Linked DNA regions of Mus musculus: region 1 is linked to region 2. Evidence: chromatin contacts called from public ChIA-PET data. All regions are on one chromosome and are shown on one strand. Each heading gives the region's core, a stretch centred on a gene start, on an enhancer-like site or on the middle of the called end of the contact. The rest is flanking DNA. Distances are from core to core; before and after follow the strand shown. Region 1 has its middle 14 kb from the start of Gm38828. Region 2 holds the start of Rnf103 (ring finger protein 103).

The links. ChIA-PET counts read pairs in DNA pulled down with a chosen protein or histone mark.
Region 1: a contact with region 2 is called in an RNA polymerase II ChIA-PET map of memory CD8 T cells, with 59 read pairs. The contact joins the enhancer-like site here to the promoter of Rnf103 in region 2. A contact is called at or near these places in 4 of 39 promoter capture datasets (embryonic stem cells, hippocampal neurons, stem cell-derived epiblast-like cells and 1 more), 2 of 484 Hi-C or Micro-C datasets (the N1E-115 cell line and embryonic stem cells), 5 of 115 datasets of contacts at active chromatin or transcription factors (double positive thymocytes, embryonic stem cells, extraembryonic endoderm stem cells and 2 more) and 2 of 9 other capture datasets (adipose tissue and pancreatic islet).

Annotation. Positions count from the first base shown.
Region 1 is chr6:71,306,316-71,310,561 of GRCm38.p6, forward strand. No RefSeq gene overlaps it. Among named protein-coding and RNA genes, the nearest start is that of Gm38828, 14 kb to the right of the region's middle. Within about 2 kb of position 1,461, at least 20 of the 459 cell types and tissues checked have an H3K27ac peak or open chromatin away from gene starts, as enhancers often do. A contact at or near this core is called in double positive thymocytes and memory CD8 T cells, where this site is marked.
Region 2 is chr6:71,491,993-71,496,912 of GRCm38.p6, forward strand. Rnf103 (ring finger protein 103) reads left to right here and starts at 1,885. Exons shown (of 4, transcript NM_009543.3): 1 at 1,885-2,896; 2 at 4,839-4,920. The coding sequence starts at 2,671.

The DNA of each region.
Region 1 (4,246 bases), core at 211-2,710, 190 kb before region 2:
GAAGCCAAAGAGGGGCTGGAGAGATGGCTCAGTGGTTAAGAGCATCAACTGTTCTTCCAGAGGTCCTGAGTTCAGTTCCCAACAACCACATGGTGGCTCACAACCACTTGTTATAGAATTCGATGCCCTCTTGTGGTGTGTCTGAAGACAACTACAGTGTACTCATATGCATTAAATAAATAAATAAACCGAGAGAGAGAGAGAGAGAGAGAGAGAGAGAGAGAGAGAGAGAGAGAGAAGCCAAAGAAATGAGAGGTAACTGTCAGATCCTTTTGGTGGGTTATTCATTCATGGTAATGATGATTCTTGCATCACTTAATCATTTGAAAAACTGAAATGATCAAATATTTACCAATCAGCTAATTTTCCATTGTTCTGTCCCCACCTTAGAAGGTAGAGCCTTTGAAACAGCCTGGTCCAGACTTGCTTTTGTTTCTGATTGCTTTGGTCCTTCTCTGTCTAGAAAGCTGGTCTCCTTAGCTCAGCTCTTAGGAAGACTGATTCTGTTTTATGAACTGTACTCTTGCCCTATTCTAGAATAGAAAAGAAACCAGCTAAGATCTTTAGACTAGTGCAGGCATAGTGATGCATGTCTGTAATCCCAGCACTTGGGAGGAACAGGCAGGAGGATCATGAGTTCAAAGTCACCCGCAGACATGTAGTCAGTTGAAGGACAGCCTAGGATGCATGAGATGGTCTCAAAGGAAAAACGAATCTTAATTTATTATTTTTCTTTTCCCATTGTGTGTGTGTATGTATGTGTGTATGTATGTATGTATGTTTGTGTGTATACATGTGTGTGTGTCTGCACACACATCCATGTGTTTGGGCACAGATTGAGGCATATGCATGTGGAAGTCTGAGGCTAATATCAGGAGTCATCTTGGATTATTCATTCACATTATTCATTGAGACAGGGAGTCTCAATCAAACCCAGAGCTCACTGATGTAGCTAGTCTTGCTAGCCAGATTACTCTCCAATGAGATCAGATCCCATGTCTCCATGACTATTCTGGCATTGAAGGTGAACAGTCACACCCACTAGGCATTATACACAGTCAGAGGATCTGAACTCTGGTCCACACATGCATGAGGCAAGTGTTTTAAAGACTGAGCCACCTCCCCAGTACTCCACTAAAACCTTCAAATTATTGTAACGCTGTACAAATTGTCCAATTTTTCTTAGTGCCTTTTTATTATTTGTCTATCCCACAAAGACTGTATACTCCCTGTAGACAGGAATGGCACTGCCTGGAATGTATGGGGCCTGGAATAGCAGAACACGTGCCCCATAACCACACGTGCTGCCACGCATGGGGTAGAACACAGAATGCTACACAGTGAGCCAATGTCCAGAGCAGGTGCAGGTTTCTGTCTCACAAACAGGCACAGGGCACGATACAGCTGCTGCTCAAACAAGGGTGTGGATGGTGGTTAGCGGCTAACATCCTCTCTCCTTGCTAGGTTAGAGCAAAGAGCTAAGACCGACGGCAAAGCAGAGATGAAGGCATATAGCACAGCACAAAGTCTTTCAGAACATGAGTTGATTTTAGATCAACCGCTCAGAGTATTTCGAACTGTGAGAAATAACCTCATACACACATTACATATGTATTATTACTGTGGATGTTTTGCTATATAGATAGAAATTATGTTGCTAGAGATGGATGGCATTGGTGTGGAAAGGGAGATAAATGGAGATGATGTAACTCAGATAGATACATTTTCTACACTACCACCTGCAACACAGATATCTCCTTCCCTCTTGTCCTGCACATGTGTGGAGAAGGAAAGATCAAACTGGATGGTAGAGTTTATGTAAAACACATCCAGGGGACAGATTTGTGCTGGAATATGTACACAATAAATGCAAAAAATGTTTGGTGAATAAGAATGGAGAGGTGGCTCAGCAGCCAAGAGCACTGGCTCATCTTGCAGAGGACTCTGGGTCTGTTCTCTTTTCTTTTTTAAAGATGTATTTCTCTCTTATTACATGTAAGTACACTGTAGCTGTCTTCAGACCCTCCAGAAGAAGGCATCAGATCTCATTATGGATGGTTGTGAGCCACCATGTGGTTGCTGGGATTTGAACTCAGAAGCAGTCGGTGCTCTTTACTGCTTCAGCCCAGGACTCTGGGTCTGTTTCCTAGAACCCACATGGTGACTCAAAACTGTCTGCAAGTCCAGTTCCACGGGAACTAACACCTTCTTCTTAACTCTGAGAGCACTGCTCACACTGTGTGTATTCTTCCATATGCTTGCTCTACTATTCAACTAGGATCCAGCCCTGGCCAAGATTGTTAGAATGCTTCAATGTGACTGAAAGGGGGTGGACGAGATATTCAACAGGCAAAGACCCTTAAAACACACACACACACACACACACACACACACACACACACACACCACACACAGAGAGAGAGAGAGAGAGAGAGAGAGGATCTTATTTGAATATTTCCTTTCTCTCTTATTTATTTATTTATTTATTTATTTTTATTGCATTATCTGTTTATTTGTGTGAGTTTGTATGTGGCACATGTGGAGGTCAGAAGACAACTTCTAGCTTATAGGTTCCAGGGATTAGATTCAGGCAATCCAGTTTAGTAGCAAGCATCTCTACCCACTGAGCTATCTTGTCAGATCTCTCTCTCTCTCTCTCTCTCTCTCTCTCTCTCTCTCTCTTTCTCTCTCCCTCCCTCCCTCCCACCTCCCTCCCTCTCTTCTTTCTTCTGAAACGGGTCCCACCATGTAGCTCAGACTGGCTTGAAACTTGTAAAAATCCCTGTCTCAACCTCCTGAATGTTGGGATCGAAGGTTAAGTTACCATGTCTGGCTGAATAATTTGTTTTAATAAGAGGTTTACTCTAGGACCATGATGTGAGCTGATAAAAGGATGTAGATTTCCTTGTATAAAATTTAAAAGGTTTTTGAAACAGGATCTTGTGTGTCCTTGAACAGAAGATCCCCCTGTCTCAGCTTGAATCACAGGTATATGCCACTGTACCCAGGTGCAAATAATTTTTTTTTTAAAAAATCTGTATATTTGCTTTTTTGGTGTTTATTTATCCATCTGGATTCATTTTTCTTTTTCTTTTTGTAAGATTTATTGATTTTATGTATGTGAGTACACTACAGCTGTACAGATGGTTGTGAACCTTCATGTGGTTGCTGGGAATTGAATTTTTAGGACCTCTGCTCTCTCATCAAAGCCGCTCTCTCCTGTCGGTCCCACTCACTCAGTCCCTGATTGTTCTGCCCCAAGATTTATTTATTATTATACATAAGTACACTGTAGCTGACTTCAGACGCGCCAGAAGAGGGCGTCAGAGCTCATTATGGGTGGTTGTGAGCCACCATATGGTTGCTAGGACTTGAACTCAGGACCTTCAGAAGAGCAGTCAGTGCTCTTAACCACTGAGCCATCTCGCCAGCCCTGGATTCATTTTTCTGGGGGCAATGACCATGTTCATTTCAGAAGTTAGCATGATGCTGAGACCAGAAAGATGAATTTGAAAACAGAGAACTGACTCTCACAAGCTGGGCTTTGACCTTCACACGCACATGCCTACACATGAATAAATGTAATAAAAGCCTCAAGAAGCTAGCATGATGTATGGGAAGCCTGTATAAATCTGACGGGGTTGTCAACCGAGATACATGGAGGGGTGAAGTGTGGATTGAGCATATAGGTAGGCACGCAAGCAGCTTTTCTGCTTGTATGTTCTAGTCACAGGAGTTTGGGGGATTTTGTATCAGCCTCAGGTTATTAGAACAAGTTGGAATATACACACACCTCGAACAATGTGCTATACCCTTTGCAACCAGGTAACTCAAATTAATGTTTTAAAGTTAAGTGGTGTACTGGCTAGTTTTGTGTCAACTTGACACAGCTGGAGTTATCACAGAGAAAGGAGCTTCAGTTGAGGAAATGCCTCCATGAGATGCAATTGTAAGGCATTTTCTCAATTAGTGATCAAGGGGGAAAGGCCCCTTGTGGGTGGGACCATCTCAGGGCTGGTAGTCTTGGTTCTATAAGAAAGCAGGCTGAGCAAGCCAGGTGAGGCAAGCCAGTAAAGAACATCCCTCCATGGCCTCTGCATCAGCTCCTACTCCCTGACCTGCTTGAGTTCCAGTCCTGACTTCCTTTGGTGATGAACAGCAGCATGGAAGTGTAAGCCGAATAAACCCTTTCCTCCCCAACTTGCTTCTTGGTCATGATGTTTGTGCAGGAATAGAAACCCTGACT
Region 2 (4,920 bases), core at 635-3,134:
TCTCCCTCTCCCTCTCCCTCTCCCTCTCCCTCCCTCCCTCCCTTCCTCCCTCTCTCTCCTCTTCCCTCTCATGATTTGATTTTTTTAACTTTTAAACTCTAGCCTGTCTGGCTCCATCCTCAGCTCATCCACCCAGCTTTCCCTACCTGTTCTTCTTTTCTGTTATTGCCTCTGTGTATTGACAGAGTCTATTATTACTAAAATGCATTCCTTCGAGGCAAGGCATATCATTTATGTGTTTAGACTTGACTAGCAATGCCACCATATAACAGTGCTATACTGTGAAATCAAGAATGCTGAAATTACAGAGCCAAGTCTGTCAGCAGGAACAGTTTAATACAGTCTCCACGTGGTCTGCTGCCCTGGAAAACCACCACACTGTTCTGTAAGTCTGAAGCTGTACATTCCTGCCCACCCTGCTCCTAGGCTTCTTCCTTCCTAGCTCCTCCACTAGCTGTACACCGAGATGCCTTTGTTAACTGCGTTATAAAGGGGTACTATCCTTTGTCTACATTTTATGATCCATTCTTTGTTTTCCATGGCTCATTTGCTCCCTGATTGAGGGTCACACTCTCTCCCTAAAAATTTCACCCCTGGTTTAGGGTTGTTCATGCTTTTCCTTGCTGGCTAACATTTCACCTGGAATTCCTACTTGTTTTCCTGATCAAGAAGACTCACACACACGCACACATGCACACACACGCGCGTACACACACACACACACACACACACACACACACAGAAACAGAGAGAGAGAGACAGAGTGGGGGAGAAAGACAGAGAGAGGGAGAAAGACAGAGAGAGAGAGAGAGAGAGAGAGAGAGAGAGAGAGAGAGAGAGAACATGACCCTGCTAGAGTTAAATAAACACGGAACCAGGTACCATACGCTTGCCTGTCAAACTCATTTTATATGAGTTCTTCTGGCTGGCTAAAACACACAGACCTTTGCACCTGGACCTAACCACACCTAACAACTTTTGTCCTGACAACTCAGACCTTCATTGTCTACTTTTTAACCCTCTAGGAGACTAGCCACAACTGGATCACATACTAAAATTCTTTTTGGCCATACCTCCTCCAACACACATGTGAAAATCGCATTCTAAAGCAAAGGTAGAAAAACATCTGTTTTCAGAGTTTCACCTCAAGCACCTCAAGCCAGCTGTGCCACCCCTCCCCCCCACCCCACCCCGAACAAAAAACTAAACAAAAGAAAAACCCAAAAGCATCCGCGGTTGACAGGGACTGGACTTAAAACACAGATTCTGATTTTTACAGATCTTGATGATTTGGGTGGGTGTGGTGGTGCACGGTTTTTTTTTTTTTTTTTTTTTTTTTTTTGGGTTTTCGAGACAGGGTTTCTCTGTGTAGCCCTGGCTGTCCTGGAACTCACTCTGTAGACCAAGCTGGCCTCGAACTCAGAAATCCGCCTGCCTCTGCCTCCCGAGTGCTGGGATTAAAGGCGTGCGCCACCACGCCCGGCGGTGCACGGTTTTAATCCCAGCACTTCCATGCCTGGCAGGCAATCTCTGAATTCTGAGGCCCGCTTGGTGTTCAGAGCGGTTCCAGGCGGGCCAGGACTATTTAATAAGGCAGTGTCTCAAAACAAAACAAAAACCACAAACAAAAACGAACATCTTTTAGCAGCCTTTATTTTTCACGCTCAGCACAAAGGTGCACAGTGTCGCAGGGTCCAATGTCCAATCCTGGGACTGAAATCAGTGACTAAACATCAGCGCATCAGAGGGCTGGGACCGCGAGAGCACAGTAACTCGGAAGGTTTACCCAGCCCAGCCTCCCGCAGCCCCTCTCTCCCCTTGCACCCCGCGGCTTCTAACCCCGCCCCTGCCGAGACCCCGCCCCGATGCCGACGTCAGTTGTTATGTCTTGACTGGGGCCGCGGCTACAGCGGGTCCAGTGCTCTGGGGGCGACGGCCGCGGCCTGCAGAGGCGGCAGGGACGGTGGCCGCGGTTGGCGCGGCGCGTCCGCACGGGGCTGGGCACCGCGCGGCTACGCAGCTGACAGGAAGCCGCCCGGGAGAGCCGCGTTGGGGCCTAGCGTTATTTGCTTTTTCCTCTTTTTTTCCTCCCTTCACGACTGTCGTCTCGCGCTCCTCCTCAGCGGGAGCCGCCGCGACGCCCCCTCGCGGGCCGCGGGGCCTGATAGGCGCCGCCCGCGGGAACCTGGAGCTGCCGCCAGGCCTGGGCGGCCGCCGGGGCCTGAAGCCTGGGCGTTCGGCGCGGCGCTGCGGCGGTCACTCCAACCCGCGCTGGGCGCGCCGGGCCCCGGGCCTGGCCCAGCCGAGTACCGCGCCCTCTGGACCACTCAGTCCGGCCCCAACCGCCCTCCGCTGGCCCGCAGTCCCTCGGAGCTGCCTCCCGGTCACCCCAGGTGGGCTCTTGCCCTCTTCCAGCCGTCCGCAGCTCGATGGGTGGGGTGCGTTTGAACGTCCCCCCTTCTCCCTTTCTCAGCTCCTGACCGCAAGGCCAGAGCCGGGGCTCTCAGTCGCACGCACGCCGCGATCCACCTGCCTCCCCGCGGGGATGGCCCGCCGGTGACCGCCGCGCGCCCTCGCTGCCCTCGCCCAGGCTGCGCTCTGTCGCCCCGCACTCGATCCCCTTCCCTTGTCCACGGCGTCCCGGCTCCTGGCGACGCCAAGAGGGCGAAGATGTGGCTGAAGCTGTTTTTCTTGCTCCTGTATTTCCTGGTCCTGTTCGTCCTGGCCAGGTTTTTTGAGGCCATTGTGTGGTACGAGACTGGCATCTTTGCTACTCAGCTGGTGGATCCGGTGGCATTGAGCTTCAAGAAGCTGAAGACCATTCTGGAGTGTCGAGGGCTGGGCTACTCCGGGCTGCCGGAGAAGAAAGATGTTCGGGAGCTGGTGGAGAAGTCAGGCAAGTGCTGGGCTCCTGGAGGTCGCCTCCACTGTCCTGGCTCTTACCCACTCCCCAGAATTAGGCGGTCCCCAGAATGGTTAAACAGACTGCTCCAGAGAGCTGCCCAGGTCATCTTTGTCTACGTTTTCTAAATAAATATGTAAATCTCGGTTTGGAAAAGACAACTGTTAGGTGTATTGGTGTGTTCCAAAGGCTCTTTGGAAATGACAGTTTGAAAGTGTAGCTTTAAAAAAAAATCATTAAATTGAATCATTTGTCCCAGAATTCAGGAACGTCAGTTGAAATTGATTATAGAGAAAGGAAAAATTACAAAACATAGTCTGTAAATAGCAGCATCTGCATCCACAATAAAAACAAGCTACCAGGAGGGTAAAACATCATTAAAATAATAACAAAAGGCACGTGGACCTAAAGATTTACGTGTAAATTATGCATTTAATTATAGGTAAGGTGTACACAGTGCAATATTGCTTTTTATACTTTAGTGAACATTTTGTGTGGCTGTTGGCCTTGTTTAGAGTAAATATTTTCTTGCAGATTATACATTTTATTTTTGAATCTTGACTTACCTTTCTTGTCATGTGTCACAGGCATCTCTGCGTCACTTAATGGGTTGAGGAAAAGACTTGAAATAGTGCTGAAAGAATATTTAATGTAGCCGTTGATTTGGGGTAGGATTGGGTGGGGAAATACAGTTAACTTTAAAGTGTCTCCTTGTTTAGATAGTTTTCCTGAAAGAGGAATGTAAATTAAGAAAGGCCTTCTGAGGTGATGTAGGAAGCATTGGAAACTTATGATTATCTTGTTTTGTCCTTTCAAGTATATCATCAGCGGGGCCTTTTAGAAGACCATTTTTTCCCCCTTGGGTAGTACTATCTAGACAAATAGTGTGATAGGCAAGATGACAACGTTTATCAGTCTGACACTTACATACTTATAGCATAAGGGTTACAGAACTCATCTCGCCAGTGAGATAGAAGGAAGGAGTCCTTTGCGTAAGGGATACATTTTTCAAGTGGTTATTATTATTGCTCTTGTTTGCACCAGGTTTATGCTGCCATTGGTTGTTGGGGCTGGGGGGTGGGGTGGGGTGGGGGGAGTGGGTTAGCAATCTCATACAGTTATTTGATCACACAGGCTTTCCCCTTGGAGCTTTATGTTAGATATTTTGCTGCCATTTGAGCCTAAAATTGTTGTCATATGGAATGTACAAAGAATCCACACATAGCCTAAAGACTATACAACCAAAGTATGATTCAGATCACACATTTTAACAGCATAAGAACAACAAAAAACAGTCTTGGTATGGCAATTTAACTGTGAAACCTAAATGTTTGTTGTGGATGGTTTTGCTGTTTGGAATGGAACTGGAATATCACCATGTAATATTTAAGGCAAAGGTTAGATAATGTGACATGAATGGTTTGCTTTTTTATATTTAATTATACAAGAGCCACGTTTACACTGTAAACTTGTCTATGAATGTGGGGTTTGTTGTTCTGATAGGTAACATTCTTTCTCTCCCAGTCACATAAAAACCTTGTTGCCATTTATAAGCAGGCTGATAGCAAATTCTGTGAACCCTTTTCTAAACCTTTCGAGTAACAACATAAACCAAGCTTTGAAAAATCATGTGAAGCCTGTGCAGGCTTTATGTAAAATTAAATGATTACTAATTTGAGAGGATTTCTTTTTGGACTGATGTAATTAGTAATTTACTAACAAGCTATATGATGACCCCATTAGAATATATGCACTACTATAAGAGATGAATTGTTGTCTTTTTTTTCATTTTTTGCTGATGTATTCAAAAGCTATTGAATTTTGTAGAATAAAAATATAATAGTGTGCTTATTCATGATGTAAAATGGTATTAATCATTGAAGTTGAGAACATGGGATTTTTGAAACCTTACCAGGGTTTTTATTTTTTCCTTCAGGTGACTTGATGGAAGGTGAACTCTATTCTGCTCTTAAGGAAGAAGAGGCATCTGAGTCTGTTTCTAGTACCAATTTCAGTGG